Regions from separate parts of the Canis lupus genome. Here region 2 is linked to region 1. The links are chromatin contacts, called in public Hi-C maps. All regions are on one chromosome and are shown on one strand. Each heading gives the region's core, a stretch centred on a gene start, on an enhancer-like site or on the middle of the called end of the contact. The rest is flanking DNA. Distances are from core to core; before and after follow the strand shown. Region 1 holds the start of LOC119877503 (C2 calcium-dependent domain-containing protein 4B-like). Region 2 has its middle 130 kb from the start of ZNF217.

The links. Hi-C and Micro-C count contacts between places; a contact is called where the count stands out from the background.
Region 2: a Hi-C map of blood shows a contact between it and region 1, with 1.6 times the contacts expected there. The contact joins the enhancer-like site here to the promoter of LOC119877503 in region 1. A contact is called at or near these places in 3 of 9 Hi-C or Micro-C datasets (amygdala and blood).

What each region holds. Positions count from the first base shown.
Region 1 is chr24:40,098,909-40,102,234 of UU_Cfam_GSD_1.0, reverse strand. LOC119877503 (C2 calcium-dependent domain-containing protein 4B-like) reads left to right here and starts at 1,738. Exons shown (of 3, transcript XM_038573000.1): 1 at 1,738-1,756; 2 at 2,175-2,488. The coding sequence starts at 1,738.
Region 2 is chr24:40,215,326-40,218,818 of UU_Cfam_GSD_1.0, reverse strand. No RefSeq gene overlaps it. Among named protein-coding and RNA genes, the nearest start is that of ZNF217, 130 kb to the right of the region's middle. Within about 2 kb of position 2,143, at least 10 of the 20 cell types and tissues checked have an H3K27ac peak or open chromatin away from gene starts, as enhancers often do. A contact at or near this core is called in blood, where this site is marked.

The sequences.
Region 1 (3,326 bases), core at 489-2,988:
AAACTCTTAGCAGATAGATCAGCTCATACAATTATCTTTCAATTTTAAGAGCTACAACATAATAAGGTTCTTCTTTTGGGGGTGGGGTGGGGTTAGGGTGAGGAGAGAGAAACAGTAACTAACAAACCATAGGATGCTATTATGCTAACAAAGTGGTAGCTTTGTAAGAGCAGAGAGAGAGAGAGAGAAAGCACAACCGTTTTTGCTCAGAAAATAATTCAGTAGCAACAAGGTCTGAGAGCCAGAAGCCTCATTGTTCTTAGTGAGCGATTATTTGTCAAAACATTTGATTGTTTGCCTATCCCCCTCCTGCAAAGTTTGGATTTTTTTTTTCTTTTTGCCCAATTTTGACACTAGAATTTTTAGCTATCAGTGCCATTGTGTTTACAGCATTCAAGGTTTCAGAGTTCAAAGGTTATCCATTAACATGTAGAGCGAGGCTACACCGAATGTGGAGGCTCAACCTGGTTCCACTTGCTCATAGTTTGTTTTGTAGCAATGCTCCAAGTCATTTGTTTTGGTTAAGTTAAATGAAGTTTCTTGTTTGTTGAAGAGCGTCTCTGGGATTGCGTTTTAGGATGTGACTATAGGGGCTTAAAAAATATTTTAAAGAAAGATATTTATCTTCCCTGAGAAAAGGAACCCTGGTGCTGGAAATAGAAATGATCAACATCGGTGTATTTTGAGTGGTTGGGGGGGAAAAAAAAAAAAAGAGAGTTCTGGCCAAAGAATTTACTTCTGGCACTGCTAATTAATTGTAAGTAATTGGTTCACTTCCTTTAAAAAAAAAAGACTAACCAGACCATATGTGGGGTTAGTAGTTATATATAAAATGACAGCAAAGCATCACACTTGGCAAATTCTTCCCCTCTGCTAAGAAGCTGTCTCTCAAATTCCATTTTCGATTGCTCACCGGCAGAGCATGTATATCGCCCTACCCACCCCCCACCCCATTTATTAAATATATACTTTAAGGGCCTTTCTTGATAGGTTTTTAAGTTTTTCCATTTGGGATACACCCATATCCCATAAAAAAAAAAAAAAAAAAAAAAACCAACCCAAAAAAACAAAAAAAACCCTCCACCACTTGGCTGTTTTTGTGTGTTGAGTTGCAGAGCTCTGTTTACATTTGCATTCGTTTGCATTTTGGGGCCAAAAACTTGGTGGTTGTGATTGTTGCTTCCAGGGTTCCTCCTGGGGGGGGGGCCGAGATGGGGGGACACAGGCCCCCCCCTCCCCCGGGGATTTGGGAAGCCTGGTTTCATCCACGTGGGTTTCTAGCAAAGCCAAAGTGGATGCTCGGAACCCGGGCCAAGTTCAGAAATCTCAAGTTATAATAGCGGCGCAAGTCGGGCGCTTTTAGGGAAAAAACAAAAAAAAACAAAACAAAAAAAAAAACCACGACAATTACGGGACAGCTTTAGGAAGGTAGTAATTGAGCCATTTTAATCGCGTCCAGCTCCTCGACCTCGCTCACCCCCGCCCTCGGCGAAAATCCGAAAAACCGTCTGCGCCCGGCCGCCCTCTCACCTGCCCCCAACCGGGTGCAGAGGCGCGGGGCGGGCACGCGGGGGGACCCCCTCCCTCGCCCGGGCACACCTTGCGCGGGAGGCGGGAGGCGGCGGGGCCGGGGCCGGGGCGTGCGTCTGCGCCTGCGCCTGCGCGCCGCCCCCGGGCCCCCTCCCCGCGTACCTGTCCGTGGAACGGCCGGAGCGCGCGCGGGCCACGTTTAGCCGGATGGGGGGGGCGGGGCGGGGCGGGGCGGGGCGGGGGAGGGGGGGGGAGGCGCGCGCGTGCGCGTGCGCGGGCATCGCGGGCCGGAACGCGGGGGCGCGCGCTGGCGTCCCGGAGGCGGAGTCCGCGGCGGTGGGCGGGGCAGGGGCGCGCCTGCGCGGACCACGTGGCCCGGGGGCGGGGCCGAGGGGCGGGGCCGCGCGGCCGGCGGAGGCAGGAGGCGGGGCGTCGCGGAGCGGCGGGGCCGGGGGAGGGCGCAACAGCTGCTCCCTGAGCACTTTCTGACCCAACAGTCCCCCTGCGCCGGACGCGCCGCGCCCCGGCGGCCCTAGGGACCCCCCGCGCCTGCACTGTCCGCGCGCGGACGCGTAGGGGGCGCCCGCGCCTCTGCCCCGTGCGCACCCCCGCCCCGCTCACCTTAGCCCCGCGCCCGAGGTGAGCCCGGCCCCCAAATCCCCGGGCGGGGCGGGTGGGGGCGGGGGGCGCCGTGCGGGGGGCGGTCTCGGCGGCGCGGGGCCCGGGGGATGGCCTCGCCCCGCGCCCGGCGACCCCCGCCGCTTTCGGGGGGCCGGTGCGGGCGCGGAAGCCGGGAGGTGTCCGCACAAAAGGCCGAGAGAAACTCCCCGTCGCCTCCCCTCCCTCCTGCCTTCCCCGCCCCCTCCCCTCCTCATTCAAACCTCGGCTCGCTCGTGTGGTGTCAGTTCAGTCCCGGCCGCCGCCGAGCGAGGAAATGGCCGAGGAGCCGGAGCCGCAGGTAAAGGGGGCGCCGCGCCGCGCCTCGCCCCCCGGGGCCCCGGGAGCCCGCCCCCCCCCGCCCCCGCCCCCGCCCCGGGGACCCCCGCCCGCCGCCCGCCGCCCGCCGCCCGCCGCCCGCCGCCCGCCGGCGCGGCTCCTCTCGGGCGCCCCCTCCGCCGCCGGCCGAGCCCCGGGCGGGCGTCCGAGCGGCGCTCGCATCCCGGGCCCGGGGGCGGGGGCGGGGGCGGGGGCGGCCGCTCTGCGCGGGCTGCGGGGCGCGGGGCTGCGGGGCGCGGGCGGGCGGGCGCTGCCCCGGGAAAGTTGGGCGGCTCCCGGGGTGTGCCGGCCGGGCCCCCCGCGAGCGCCCGGGAGGGGCCGGGGCAACTTGGGAGCAGCCAAAACAATGCGCCCTAACAGGCGTCCCCCGCAAACAATGGCCGGGACCGTCCCCACGGGCCGGGCGGAGGGCGCGTCTACGGGGCCGGGGGAGGGGCCTGGCGCCGCCGCGGCCCCCCCCGCGCCCCCGCGCCCCCCGCGCCCCCCGCGCCCCCGCGCCCGGCCCGGCTCCCCGGGTCCTGCCCATCCCCGAGCCGGCGGCGCACGGGCTGCGTTCCCTGGAGGTGTGTGTGTGTGTGTGTGTGTGTGTGTGTGTGTGGACAAGGTGCTTTCTTTTCTTCCCTTTTTTTTTTTTTCTCCTCCCTCCCTACCCCCCCCCCTTTAATTTTAAAGATTTTTTGAAACTTTTTAAATGGCCCTTAAACGCTTAGAAGAATATCTTTACACCTCGCTTCCAGTCGGAGTCCCAGAGCCAGCTGGAGGCAGAACTCGTAACTCTAAAGGGCAGGCAGGATTGAACT
Region 2 (3,493 bases), core at 894-3,393, 120 kb before region 1:
TTTGGAAATTACCCTAGAAATTTAGGTTTTTAGATAAGTGTTTATTTACATTTTGTTAAAGCTGATAAGGCAATGAAGGGTTTTTCTGGTCCCTTTTAAATTTAGAATACAGACACTTTCACATTTTGAGATCAGAAAAAAAGAGGGGGGATAAAGGAAGAAAAGTTTGTTTTTAATACTCTGAGGTTCAGTTTTCCAATAACTTACTGCTTCCGCTATTTAGATTCTTTTTCCTGTTCAGCATCACATTAAAAAAAAACTAATAATAAAAGAGTCATTTGGGGAGCAGAAGGAAACATATGGGGTTAAGTGCATAGACTCAGGTAATCTAGAGCAAGGATCTGCGCGTTTCTAGTGTAAAGGAATGGCTAGTAAATATTTTTCGGCTTTGCAGGGCATAGTGTCCCTACCATTGTCGCTCAAGAGCAATCACAGGTGATATATAATCAAATGAGCGTGGCTGTGTTCCAATAAAAGTTTATTTATTTTTTTTTTAAGATTTTATTTATTTATGAGAGACACAGAGAGAGAGAGAGAGGCAGAGACACAGGCAGAGGGAGAAGCAGGCTCGTGGGACTCAATCCTGAGTCTCCAGAATCAGGCCCTGGGCGCTAATCCGCTGAGCCACCCGGGCTGCCCCCAATAAAACTTTATTCACCAAAATAGGCATTGAACCAGATTAAGCCATTGGCCTGTAATTGCCGAGCCTCGAATCTAGAATTATATTCCATCTCTAGCATTTCCTAGTTGGTGATTTGGCCCGTTCTCCATTCATTTGCAAAATGGACATAATAGCTACACCACCCCATTTGGCTTCAAGGATAAAATGGACCAGTGTATAGATGATTCCATGGAAGTATCCCGTAAATGTTCCCTCTTATTCGTGGTAGTATTCTCCTCTTACAGCAAAGAAAGTCACGCAATTTAGAAAGGGCCAGATCCTAACTGCACCCGCAGCCTCTGAAAGAGGTGCCCACTGTCCGGGGAGTTTAACTTTGTCCCCCTTACTAGCTTTTGGCTAAAACTGCCTTTTCCCTCTTTCCTAAGCAAGTCCGTTCAAGGGGAGGGGGGGTCCTGGGAGGAAAAAAAAAAAAGAGGAACAGGAGGACGGAGGTGACCCAAATAGATCGGACTCGTGGGGAAAAAGATAATAAAGATAATTCTGCCCCAAGCTTGTCTCCTTTTTGGTGGATGACTCTCCTCCCCGGCTTACCACCCCATCTCCCCCTCCCCCTCCCCCCGTCTTGTCCTAAGGCTCAGGCTGTCCCGGGGAGCTCCAATCCTGAAGCTGGCTCCTTTGCACACGAGCGGGGCAAAACCAATGCTTATTTACTCCATTAGACCCCATCGTCACAGAGGAAAAGATGTTCTAGGATTTTGTCCCCCCCCCCCTTTTTTTTCCGTGGGACATTCTTCCTACATCTGAGTTACCCACTTAAGTTTTTAGGATTTCTGGCAGCAGGCATTTGGCTTTGTCTCTCATTTCTTTGTGCTGATTGTCAAATGCCCACATATTATTTACACCTCCCTTTCTCTCTGGGGTTTCTAATCCCTCCCTTTCTTATTACTAGCATTTCTTCCTGGACCTCGCCTCCTTTTTTCTAACCAGCAGGAGAGCTCCCCGAGCCTCAAGATAAACAGCAAACAAGATTTTGAATTTCAATGACAAATCGAGCAAGCCCCGCAAATCCCCGGCCCCGCAAAAATTTTAACTCGGGGATGGCAACTTCTTCGGTTTTCCTGCTCTGAACATGGGCAGGCCCGGTTCCTCTTTCATTTTGGTCTTGTTGCATCTCTTCCTGAATTAAATTTTTCAATTAGCTTGCTTGTTACAAGGCATAAGGAGCTGCCCTCCTCTTTACCTCAAATTCCCCTTCTTCCCAGGCGTAACAGAAATTTGCTTTGCAAGACAAAGAACAAAAAGACCTCACGGGCTGAGCAAAAAGATTCGGTTGTATACACGATTTCACCAGGTTTCCAAATGCATAATGAAATCAGACTCCTCCCCCGGGAGGGGAGTTCCCTCTCCAACCTACTGCGCTCACAAAATCCCAACCACTTCTTTCCAAGGACACACTTTGTTCTAAATCCCCAAGGCTTCACCCTAGCGCGCGCACACACACACACACACACACACACTCACACAGAGAACAGGAAGCTGCACCTAAATTGTAAGAGTGAGCCGTGAGCCTTCTCTGAGCCCACGATGAACAGAGGATATGGAGCAGAATTACACAATATATAGCAGGCATTTGTAACCCAGGCATGGGACTCTAACGCAATAATCCTGGCAAGGCTGTCTGGCCCCTGGGTGGGGCTGGGGTTGGGGTGAAGGGGTGCGGGGGGCGGGGGGGTGGGTAGGAAACATGACTTTTTCTTTCTTTCTCACGAGCTTCTCACTCTCAAGCTGGAGGGAAGATTAAAAACTACAGGAGAGGGCACGTGTTCATAATAGATTTTTAATGGGTTATTAATTCTCTGTTTTAAACCCTCATTTAAAAAAAGAAAACAACCCTAATTCAATCACTTCTCCTACGGATGAAGGCAATTTAAGGACAGGTGTGGAGGTAAGCTGCTGCTTTCAGAAAGCAGTGAGTGTGTTTGAGCAAAGAATCACAGGGTGTGCATTAGACTGGAGTATTTATTACATCCCTGTTTGCAGAGGCAAAGACTGAAATCCACCCGAAGTCCATCAGGAGGGGCAAGTAAAAGGCATCGGGGAGCACCATTCGAAGAAATACTATGCCACCATTTAAAAAGCCCATTATTTCTAACAGGAAATGCTCTCCAAAAGATCTAAGAGAAAAATGCAAGGTAAAGACAAAGAAAGGTATATTTGATATACATATATGCTGATCTATGCATAGACTATTTCTGGAATGATACACAGAAAAATTGCTGCTAATGACTGTCTGGGGGGGTGGGAGGAGGAAGATTTACCTTCCCCATAAACCCTCTGATTTGAATCTACCCCCAACCAGAAGCATGTATTATATTTTCCCCAAAATTTATAGCTAATTTTTTAAAAAACTTCAGGTCCCCATAGAAAATTGCCCAATAGATATTTTAAGTGGGAAAAAAAAAGTTGTACAAGTGTCTATAAATAGGGCTCTGGTGGTATATTTAAAACAGAGTTTAGGACACCTGGGTGGGTCACTGGTTGAGCATCTGCCTTTGGCTCGGGGCGTGATCCCAGGGTCCTGGGATTGAGTCCCACATCGGGCTCCCTAGAGGGAGCCTCCTTCTCCCCCTGCCTGTGTCTCTGCCTCTCTCTGTGTGTCTTCATGAATAAATAAAATAAATAAAAATAAAAATAAATAAAAATAAATTCAACATAAATAAAAATAAAACAAAGAGTTTATGTATACATACACACACAACATATATATACTTGCAAATTTATGGAACATGTCTGGAAGGATATGTGTCATACTGTTTGAAGTAGTTATTAGCTCTCTCTAGTAAACTCCTGAGCTAGTGAAGGTGAATAAAA